2 separate regions of the Gossypium hirsutum genome follow, and region 2 is linked to region 1. Evidence: chromatin contacts called from public Hi-C data. All regions are on one chromosome and are shown on one strand. Each heading gives the region's core, a stretch centred on a gene start, on an enhancer-like site or on the middle of the called end of the contact. The rest is flanking DNA. Distances are from core to core; before and after follow the strand shown. Region 1 has its middle 16 kb from the start of LOC121210789. Region 2 has its middle 16 kb from the start of LOC107939649.

What was found. A called contact is a pair of places that touch in the nucleus more often than the background predicts.
Region 2: a Hi-C map of fibers shows a contact between it and region 1, with 5 times the contacts expected there. The contact joins two enhancer-like sites. A contact is called at or near these places in 7 of 34 Hi-C or Micro-C datasets (fibers, hypocotyl and leaf).

Annotation. Positions count from the first base shown.
Region 1 is chrA12:48,919,900-48,925,527 of Gossypium_hirsutum_v2.1, reverse strand. No RefSeq gene overlaps it. Among protein-coding and RNA genes, the nearest start is that of LOC121210789, 16 kb to the right of the region's middle. Within about 2 kb of position 4,242, at least 5 of the 9 cell types and tissues checked have an H3K27ac peak or open chromatin away from gene starts, as enhancers often do. A contact at or near this core is called in fibers and hypocotyl, where this site is marked.
Region 2 is chrA12:49,393,059-49,398,369 of Gossypium_hirsutum_v2.1, reverse strand. No RefSeq gene overlaps it. Among protein-coding and RNA genes, the nearest start is that of LOC107939649, 16 kb to the left of the region's middle. Within about 2 kb of position 3,144, at least 9 of the 9 cell types and tissues checked have an H3K27ac peak or open chromatin away from gene starts, as enhancers often do. A contact at or near this core is called in fibers and hypocotyl, where this site is marked.

The DNA.
Region 1 (5,628 bases), core at 2,993-5,492:
TTTGATTGATCCAAAATTTTTTTTAACAAGCATTAAACAAGAATTAATGGTCGGTACCTAAAGGGTAAGAAAATAAAACTTTAGATAACTACTATAACCCAAAAAAAAAACTTTTAAGCACCTAAATGGGAAAAGCTGCATAGTTTAGATATCTATTTTTCATAAAAGCCAAAATAATAATAATTAAAATTTTATAAACAGGTTCAAACATTATTTCCCACCAAATTTTGGTTTTTTTTATTAGTTTGGAGCAATTTGCTCTGAAATCATTTCAATCCTTTTGTTTGGATCGGTATACGAACCGGTTCAATCGATCGATCTAATCTGATTTCAACAACATTGATATATAATAGTACTTTTCATTTGGTCAAGTATTATTAAATAATTTAGTAAAGGGTTAAAATATCATCTTGAAGTCAAGTTAGGATTCATGGTTCAATTTGGTACGTGAATTTGACTTTAATATTCAATTTGGTAGTTAGGCCAAATGATATTATGTGACCCAATGAATATTTGATACATATTCTCTAGTAAAAAAAACATAAGTATTTAATTGCGATAGAAAAAAAATTTAAGTATCAAATTAAATATTGAAATTAAACTCAAATACTTAAATAAGATAAAGAAAAACTTGAAATATCAAATTGGTAAAAAATAAATATTTATGCCCAAATTTAAAAATGGGGGAACCAAAAAGCAGAAGCAGCAAGTCATTGCTAAATGTGTGAGCTGTGGATGAAGTTTAATGCTTGGAATATGCCTTGAGCGACGCAAGCTAACCAACTTAAAACCATGATTTTACAAAGTTCATTATATTATTAACTTCAATTTGACAGAACATAGAAATACAATCTTCTAATTGTTTTTACTTAAAATAATACATATCGTTATAGGCAACAGGCGGCTTAAGCAATGAATTTAATTAAACAAATAAAACAAATAAAAGGGCATTAGATCGGTGTATCTATTATATTTTCTTACATTTATATCATATAAATATTGAGAATATACAAAATTTATCTTAAAAAAACTATGCCCGTAGTGTGGCTTTTCTCTGAATGCCCGTAGTGTGGCTTTTCTATTCTTAGTTTTTTTAGGAAGTTTTCTGGAGTCTTTTTGTGTTTTGGTTCTTTTTGCGAAGATATGGAGAATATCTTAGCAAGTTTACAAATCGAAAAGGAAGAGGAGAGTGGAGATAAAGAGTTGTGGGAGATTGAAATAGAAGAAAACTTAACGGAGCAGGCCATTAATTTTTGTTTAGTCGGTTGTTTCCTTACAGCAACGACTATCAATTTCCATTCTATGCGCACGGTGATGGCCAATCTCTGGCATCCTATGGAGGGGTTTCTATTACTGACATTGGTGAAAAAAGAATTCTTTTTCGTTTCTTTTGTGAAGTGGACAGGATAGAGTGGTTAAAGGGTCACCATGGACCTTCAACAATCATTTGCTCATCATCTCTATGCTAAAAGAGGGGGAAGACCCGCTGGAAGTGCCTCTCAATAACGCCAATTTCTGGGTTCAGATCCATGATTTACCTTTAGGTCTGTATTCAGAAAATATTGCAAGACAGTTTGGTGACTTTATAGGTTCTTTCATAGAGTATGATACAAAAGCCATTACAGCAGGTCTATGGAATTTTATGAGAATTAGAGTGCAAGTGGATGTCCGAAAACCTTTGAAGAGACGGAAGCGATTACTGGTTGCTAAATTGAAAGAATTTTGTGTCAGTTTTAAATATGAAAAGTTAAAAACTTTTTGTTTCTTATGTGGACGTCTAGGACATGGAGAAAGCTTTTGTTCGATTCAAATGTATCATGGGAGTAAAGATTTACTGATGGGAAGGGATATTTCCTTAATTGCTCTTCCTCGACGAGCGGTGGTAGGTGGGAGTCTTTGGCTTAGGGATTCCGTTACAGATTGGGGAGTAATGGCAGGGGCATCAGGATCAAATTCAGGGAGCGATTTTAGGAATCAACATATTCCTAATTTGATGCGCATTTATGAAGCAAATTTGGGGTTAAACTTGATGGGTAAGTCTTTTCCCCCCCAAGGCAATAGCATTAATGAAGAGGATTTTATGGATGATGGATCAATGAATGAGGAAGGGCCTATTCTTGTCAATGAAGGAAAAAAAATTGAGGCCCAATTTTGTGCAGGAAGTTGCAATTCAAAGCGATTCTTCTGAAAGGCATAGGGAACGGACGAACTTTTATCAAAATGAGATATCAGCTGAACCTGGGGAGCGGGTCAGCCGAATATTATGAAAATTTTAAGTTGGAACGTCCGTGGACTGGGGAATCCATGGTTGGTCCGACGTGTTCAGCATTTTCTGAAAAAAATCGCCCCCATATTTTTTTCTTTATGGAAATTAAAGTTGATAGAAGTAGAATGGAAAGAATAAGGAGAAAGTTCAGGTATCAGAATGGAATTGAGGTTGCGGCCAATGGTACTAGGGGTAGTCTTTCTGTTGGATGGACTAATGAGGTTGATATTCGACAATTGGGTTATAATGACAATTGCATTGATGTTATGGTCATTAATAACAAAAATAGACCTGATTGGCGTCTTACTGAGTTTTACAGAGCTCCTGATGTTAGAGATAGAATTGGTTCTTGGAATCTGCTTAGAAACCTCAGTCATAATTTTTCGGAAGCATGGGTCGTGTTGGGTGATTTTAATGAAATATTATCTAATCAAGAGAAATGTGGAGGAAGACTTAGAGGGGAAAAACAAATTGAAGCTTTCAGAGATGCTTTGGATTATTGTGGACTCACGGATCTTGGTTACCAGTCGTTGGTATACTTGGGAAAGGGGGAATTTTGAGTCTACCAATATTCGAGAAAGATTAGATAGAGGAGTTGCGAATTTCCAATGGTATAATTCTTTCTCTAATTATAAGCTTGTTCATTTACCAAATTCGACTTCGGATCATTGCCCTATTTTCCTTGATTCTGATTTTTTTTGCTAATGATAAATATGTAGTTAAGAATCGAGATTTCCGATTTGAAAAAATATGGTTATTGGAAGTCATGTTATGCTGAAGTTAAGTTTTTGTGAGAATTGAATAAGCATCTTAATGTTCCGAAGCGTCTCCATGCTGTTGGCAAAGGTCTCAGTAGATGGGCAATGAGGATTAGGAGGGAGAAATATGGTAAAGTGATTTCTTTTAAAAGCAGATTGAATACTCTTGACAACACCCCTCCTAATGACGAGACCTTGGAGGAAATTATTGAAGCTAAGCTAGATCTTAATCTGGAAATAGATAAAACCAAAATGTACTAGGAACAGAAGGCCCGATCTAATTGGCTTAAGAATGGGGATCATAATATAAAATTTTTCCACAGTCTTACTTCTAACAAACGCCGTATGAATAAGATCATGAGACTCAAATGTGAGGATGGTTCGGTTATTACTGAGGAAGATGAGATGATGAAGACGACAGTCAGCTATTTTAAGGAATTATTTACTAGTTCTTGGCAGAGGGATGATGATAATACGTATGGAGGAGTTTCCTCAAGAATGTCTCCATCTATGAATGAAAAACTATTGCGTGAGTTCAAGGTTGAGGAAATCAGAGAGGCTCTTTGGGAGATAGAGCCGACTAAAGTGCCAGGAGTTGATGGTTTTCATGTTATTTTCTTTCAAAAGTTCTGGCACAAAATCGGACAGGATGTAGCGAAGTTTTGTTTACAAGTCATTAATAGGGAGACTTCACTTCATGAAGTTAATTCTACCAAGATTATTCTCATTCCCAAAGTAAGTGATGCAGATATGATGTCTCTATTTCGCCCTATTAGTCTATGTTCAGTCTTATACAAAATAATTTCTAAGACCATTGCTAATAGATTGAAATTGGTTTTGGACCAATGCATTGATCATGCTCAAGGAGCGTTTGTGCCGGGTAGACTAATCTTAGATAATGTCCTTGTGGCATATGAAATTTTACATGCTTTGAAAAAGAGGAGAAAAGGGAAAAAAAGGTTTTTTTGCGTTAAAGCTTGACATGAGCAAAGCTTACGATAGAGTGGAATGAGGTTTTTTAGAAGGAATGATGAAGCATATGGGTTTTGCGTCGGAATGGATTAGTTTGATAATTTATTGTATCTCCTTGGTGTCTTATACTGTCAATTTCAATGGGTCCTCGAGTGAGAATTTTTTCCCTCAAAGTGGACTACATCAAGAGGATCCTTTAAGCCCCTACCTTTTTCTGATTTGTACGGAGGGCTTATCAGCTTTATTAGATTCTGCTGTTCAGACATGCAACTTAAGAGGGGTGAAAGTTTGTAGAGGAAGCCCTGCTGTCACTCACCTATTTTTTGTTCATGACAGTATTATTTTTGGCGATGCAAACGATACAGGAGGGCGGGTTTTGATGGATATTTTGAAACGTTATGAAACTGCGTTAAGGCAGAAGATAAACCTTGATAAGTCACAGATTTTCTTCAGCTCAAATGTCTCTGATATTTCTTGTAGTCGTTTGGTGCAGATGTTAGGAGTTCGGCGATCACTATGTATGGAAAGATATTTGGGTCTCTCTACGATGGTTGGGAGGAAAAAGAAGGATGTGTTTCAACATATTTGTGATAGGATGAGGATGAAAGTTCAGAGTTGGGGAGATAGACTTCTTTCTCAAGGTGGAAAAGAAGTTTTTATTAAAACGGTCCTTCAAGCTATTTCTACATACTCGATGTTGTGTTTCCTGTTTCCTAAGACGTTGCGTATGAAGCTTGAAAGTATCATGAGTAGGTTTTGGTGGCAAAAAAGTTCAACTTGAAATGGAATGCACTGGTGTAACTAGGCTAATCTCAGTATCCCTAAAAATTGTGGTGGTATGGGTTTTAGGGATCTTGGCAAGTTTAATATTGCCTTTTTAGCGAAACAAGGTTGGAGGTTAGTTACTAATCTGAATTCTTTATTGGGACGTATTTATAAAGCTAGGTACTATCCCCATACCTCATTTTGGAATGTCACATTAGGCACTAATCCGTCGTATACTTGGAAGAGTATTTTTGCGGCCAGAAAGGTTTTAGAAGATGGTTTGGGCTAGAAAGTGGGATCAGGTTCCCAAATATCAATTTTGCAAGATTGTTGGTTACCTCGTTGGGCAGGGGGAAAAATTCACGCTACTCCTGCAAACAGCATGTTTGACAAAGTGTCAGAGCTTATTGATTATTCTACTAAGTCCTGGAAAGTGGATTTAAATAGTAGGTGTTTTACCCCTTTGGAAGCTATTGTAATCTGTTGCATTCCTCTTTCGGTTTACAACTCTAAAGATAGAATGGTGTGGTTTGCTGATAACTTTGGCAGGTATACGGTTCGTAGTGGGTATCGCTGTCTTGTTGGTTCGCGGGTTGAAGACGCTATGAATACTGACTCTTCAGGAGTTTACAAAAATATTTGGGAATTAAATCTTCCCCCAAAGATCAGAATCGCTGTTTGGCGATTTACAAAAGATTATATTCCTGCTACTGTTAATCTATACAATAGACGTTTTAGCTCTTCCCCAAGTTGCCCTAGCTATGGTGAAGCCTCGGAGAATTTCATGCATACTCTCCTAGTTTGTGGACCTGCGAAAGATGTTTGGCAATCAATGGGAGTTGACTAGTCAAATTTCAATGAGAGTAT
Region 2 (5,311 bases), core at 1,895-4,394, 470 kb before region 1:
AACTTTTCTAGGTTTTTCATTTCATATGAAATATTTCACGTTGCATTGTTTTCTCTACTCAAAGATTAAGTCTCTGTATATTTTTAAAACAAGAAACAAAAATTTGAATAATTGTTCGGTAATAGTTTAAAAAATTGTTAATATTTTAGAGGAAGTAAATTAAATAATATGATATTAATGTAAATTATGGCACTTAGATAGTTGAATTTAAGTTAACTTGATTTTTTTACCATATTTACGAAGGTGACATTAGTTTAAAGTGAACACAATATAACTAGTGTTAAATACTCTTATTGTTGAGCATGTTTTGGAGGCATATCAAGGAATATTTAAAAATACTTTTTAAAAATATATTTTTATATTTTTAGAATTATAATTAAAATGAAAATCCTTCTAAATGTTGAGAACTAATTTTATTGAAATTTTAAGAATTAGTACTAAAATGACAAATTTTATAAACATTGAGGGTTAAATTTGTTTATTTTTTTTTTAAATTTTATGATTAAATTGTTAGAATGTGTAAACAATGAAAGGTTAAAATTGTTATTAGACAAATAAAAAAAAGCCTACGTCAATTTTCTGTCATTTAACAATAACTAATAGAAATGTAATTAAAATATTTAATTTCAAAAAATTAGTGAATAAATTGATAAAAATAGAATTAAAGACATAGTTGGATAACTGTTTTTGTAGTTTACTCTTTTATTAATAACTGAATTTAAATTTAAATTTAAATTCTTTTTAAAAATATCTTAAGCTGATTATTCTCCATTTGAGTGAAAAAAAAAAGGGAATACAGTAAAGATACAGAGAGGAAATGGCTAAGCGAATCCATGCCTCTATGGGAAACAGCATTGACAGCTGCTCATCGCATCCTAAACAATCAACAACCTTAACCATAATCATGGAGCCTTTTTTATTACGAAAATTATTTTTAATTTTTTTTAAAATTAAAATTCCTTTCATATTTTGAGATTATTTTAATAATATTATTCTTAAAGTTGAATCCGAATTCTCCTTATATTATTACATTCAATACTAAGAAATATATATATAAAAATTAAAAATACTAAATTAATATGATAAATTATGCATTTGCAAATTAAAATCAATCACAAAATTAGACTTGAACAAAACCTAAGAATACCATTGATTCATATATATTTTAAGTTATAATTTCTAAAAAGTTAATTTTATAATTTTTTAAAGTTACAATTTAAAATTATATTAACAACATCTATTATATTCGTTCAAAAAGAAAAAAAGATTTTATTTTAAATTTCTTCTTTTATAAATTACATAAATGTAGACTTAACTACTCTTTAATCTTTAAATAAAAAAAATAATGGCGCTTTAAAACACTTGAATCCACTTTCTCTTATAATAATAATATCAAAACTAACTAAATTAGAATAAAACTTAATAATTAAAATTAGGTGTAAGTGAGTTTTTGTTTAGTGCACAAACCTTTTCTTATTCCAGGGTCCATAAGAAGTTATTTCACTACACAAGAATAGAATCTATATCGTGATTTTGTTTCACCCACTTTTGGTGATCAGAGTGAAAGTGATACATTCCAACTGGAAAATCCCAATTCATTAGCCAAAATCTTCATACAATATACATTCACATGCCAACCAGCATGAAAATCAACTAATTTTTTTTTAAAGACAAAAACCAATAAAAGCCCAAACTTTGTAAATATATAATAATTTGGAGACTATATCCAAATATATGTTTAATAAATATATTTACCATCGCCATGATTTACACTATGTATACGTTTACTTGATTAGTAAGAAAATTTTATAATGAATAAAAAAATGGAAAACTCTCTGTCTGTTGATGCTATTTCTTCTCTGCCGGAAGATGAAGATGGTGGTGTTGATCAGGTAGTTGCTGATTGCAACACGAAAAAAGTCCAGTTCAAAAATGGTAGTGAAGAGGAAATTATTGATATGGTGGTTGAATCCAGTTTTGGCCCTACGATCTCTTGGAAGGACAAACTTTTGGGGGTTACTTTTGGGTCTCTGAATAAGAAAGGGTTGGAGTCTCCTGGTGTTAGTGCTGATGAAGATCTGGAATTTTTGGATGGAGATATACATAATCTTTCGTCAATGGAATTCCTACTATTGACTTTTTCTGAAAGAATCCAACAAATTTTATTTAAAGAAATGGAGTCCACGGTTGTCTTAAAATTGCTTGGAAGGAATGTTGGGTATGGGGCGCTTCACAGTCGTATCAGTAGCCTATGGAATCCATCCATGCCCTTCCATCTCATGGATATTGAGAATGGATATTTTCTGGCTAAGTTTCAATCAACTGGCGATTATGCTAAAGTACTGTCGCAGGGCTGGTTAATTTATGGATAATATTTGACTGTCCAACCTTGGACCAAAGAGTTTACCCCCTCACAACCATATCCAACCATGGTGATGGCTTGGATAAGACTTCTAGGCGTTCCAGGGTACCTGTACAAAAAGAAAATAATTGAGGAAATTGAAGGGACCATTGGCAAAGTGCTCCGGTTAGATTTTAACACGGATAGCAGAGCTAGAGGCAGATTTGCTAGGATGGCCGTCTACAACAACCTGGATAAGCCCCTGATTGCTCAAGTTCGTGTTAATGGTTTGTATCAGAAGGTTGAATATGAAGGTCTTCCTACGATTTGTTTTACATGTAGGAAATATGGACATACCAAAGAATTTTGCGGCTCATTGCAACCAGAGGCTTCATCGGAGAAGGACCAGTCGGGAGTTACTCAGGCTAAGGAGGTCAGCGAAGGTGAAAGCGCCGTTTACGGGCCTTGGATGGTAGTGGAGAAGAAAGCAGTGCGAAATTTCAGGAGTAGTAATTCCTGCAAAGCTAGTTTTCGGGAAAGAAAATCAGGTTCTCGATTTGATGCTTTAGTAGATATGGAAGTTTTGGATTTGGAAGCTGAAATTAATAAAGGAAATGAGGGTCAAACGGCTGAATTGAAGGATATCTTCAAATCTGGAAAATTTATTGAGAATTTGCGGATGAAAAATTGGGAAAACTCTATTTCAGAAAGGAGCAGATGGGGGCTGTTAATGAGGATGTCAGTCGGTCAACTGGTAATAAAAGCAGGCCAGCTGTGAGTGGTCCAGTGGACCGTTTACCTGCTAATAAAATCAATGGAGCAGTCGGCCCAATAAGGCCAAACACAAATACGGACAAGCCTGGTAGTGAGCTGGATCAGGCCAATGAAATTTTGGGCCATTCTTGCATAGCGCCGAATCGTTCTATTAATGAAGCAGGGGGCTGCACTAATTCATTGATTATTCCTTCCATTAAAAATCCGATTGGCGCAGAATGTTTAAAATTTTCTTCGAATTTTATTAATGCTTCATCTATGAATATTTCTTGTATTAATCCTGTCCTTAGTGGACAGGAGGAGAGCGTGGGAGATGGATCAAATGCGCAAACCATGTCAATTTCCTCAATGTCAGAACCGGTTGATATCCAAGTGGCTGATTTCCCCGGTGGTTTTAACTCAAATAGACACACTGCTGTGTCCTTCAATGTGAAAGGAACAGCTGGAGGGGACCCTTTAAAGAAGACTAATGTGATATCCCCTGGTGGTAATAAAATTCGGAACTTGGGGAAATCGATGGGGAGTAAAGATTGGGTTTCCGACCTACTAAAAAAATTAATAAAATCACTCAAAAGGGAAAGGGGTTAATTTTAGAACTAAAAATAATTCTAAAATTCCTTTGAGTGATTCTATATCTAAGTTGGCTCAAACAGTCTCCATGGTACGAAGTGCTGAATCAGAAGCTGTTGCTCCAGACCCAGGTAAAAGAATTTAAGAACGATTTTTTAAGGTTCTGTTAGTAAGGTTTTTGGTGTTATTTATTTTTATTAATATATTCCTATCTATTTTTATGGATTCGAAATTATCAATATTTTCTTGGAATTATCAAGGTTGTGCGAGTAATAAATTTCTTCGGGCTTTTCGTGAGTATAATTTTGAGCATAACACTACAAGAAAACAGACTTTTAGCGGCGTTTGAAAAGAAAACGCCACTAAAAATTGAATAAATCGAGTATTAGCGGCGTTTTTAAAAAAAACGCAGCTATAGATCGAGAATTAGCGGCGTTTTTAAGAAAGCTTTTTATAAAAATGCCACTAAAAGATTAAGCCGAACGGCGTTGTTTATTGTGAGCTTCAGTGGCAATAGCGGCGCTTTATCAAAAATGCCGCTATTAGTGGTGTTTTTCAGAAAGCGCCGCTATCGGTCGACCTATAGCTGAACTGCGTCATTTATTTTGAGCTTCAGTGGCAATAGCGGCGCTTCCTCAAAAACGCCGCTATAGATTGAGTATTAGCGGCGCTTTTTAAAAAACATCGCTATGGATTTGAGTTTTAGTGGCGCTTTTCAAAAAACGCCGCAATAGATTTGAGTTTTAGTGGCGCTTTTTGGAAAAACGCCGCTATAGATCTAAACTATTTTAAGGTTTATAGATTATGGGTTTAAGGGTTGGTTTAGAGTTGATGGTTTATGTTTTATGATTTAGGGTTTTAAAGATTGTAGTTAAGGGTTTAAGGTTTAGATTAATTAGTATTTTTAATTTATATATTAAATAGTCTATTATATAGTTGTAAAAGAGATAATATTAAATTTAATATATTAAAAATATAACAAATTATTTATTGAAAAATAAAAAAAAAGTAGCAAATTGATATGGATAGGTAACTATCTATTTTGGATAGGACCAAATTATAACAAATAAAATAAGGTCTTATTTTTATTTTGATTTTATTTTGATCATATCTGAAACTGACTTTATAAACAATATAAATTAACTACACCATTCTCTAAACCCTAACCCACTAAACCCTTAAATTACCAAACTTGTAAACCCTAAGTCTCAAACCATAAACCCTTAAAACTCTAAACACTACCCTAACCATAAATCCTAACCCATTAACCCTAACTCCTAATGCTTAGCCCCTAAACCCATAAACTATAGACCTTAAATTTGAAACCTTAAACTATAAACCCTAAATTAATGACATGTAGAAAAAAATTGAAAATAAAAACATATAAAAATATATGTTAAAAATAAAAAATGTTATATAGTATATATTATTTAAAATAGTTTTAAAGCTTTTTGGGTATATGACTGATTGTTTGTCAATTTATATATTAAATAAATTCTTATATAATCATAAAAGAGATGATATTAATTTTAAAATATTTAATTAATTATCATTATTATAGTTTAAGGTTTATGCATGGTTTAGGGTATATATGGTTTAGGGTTTATGGTTTATGGATTATGACGA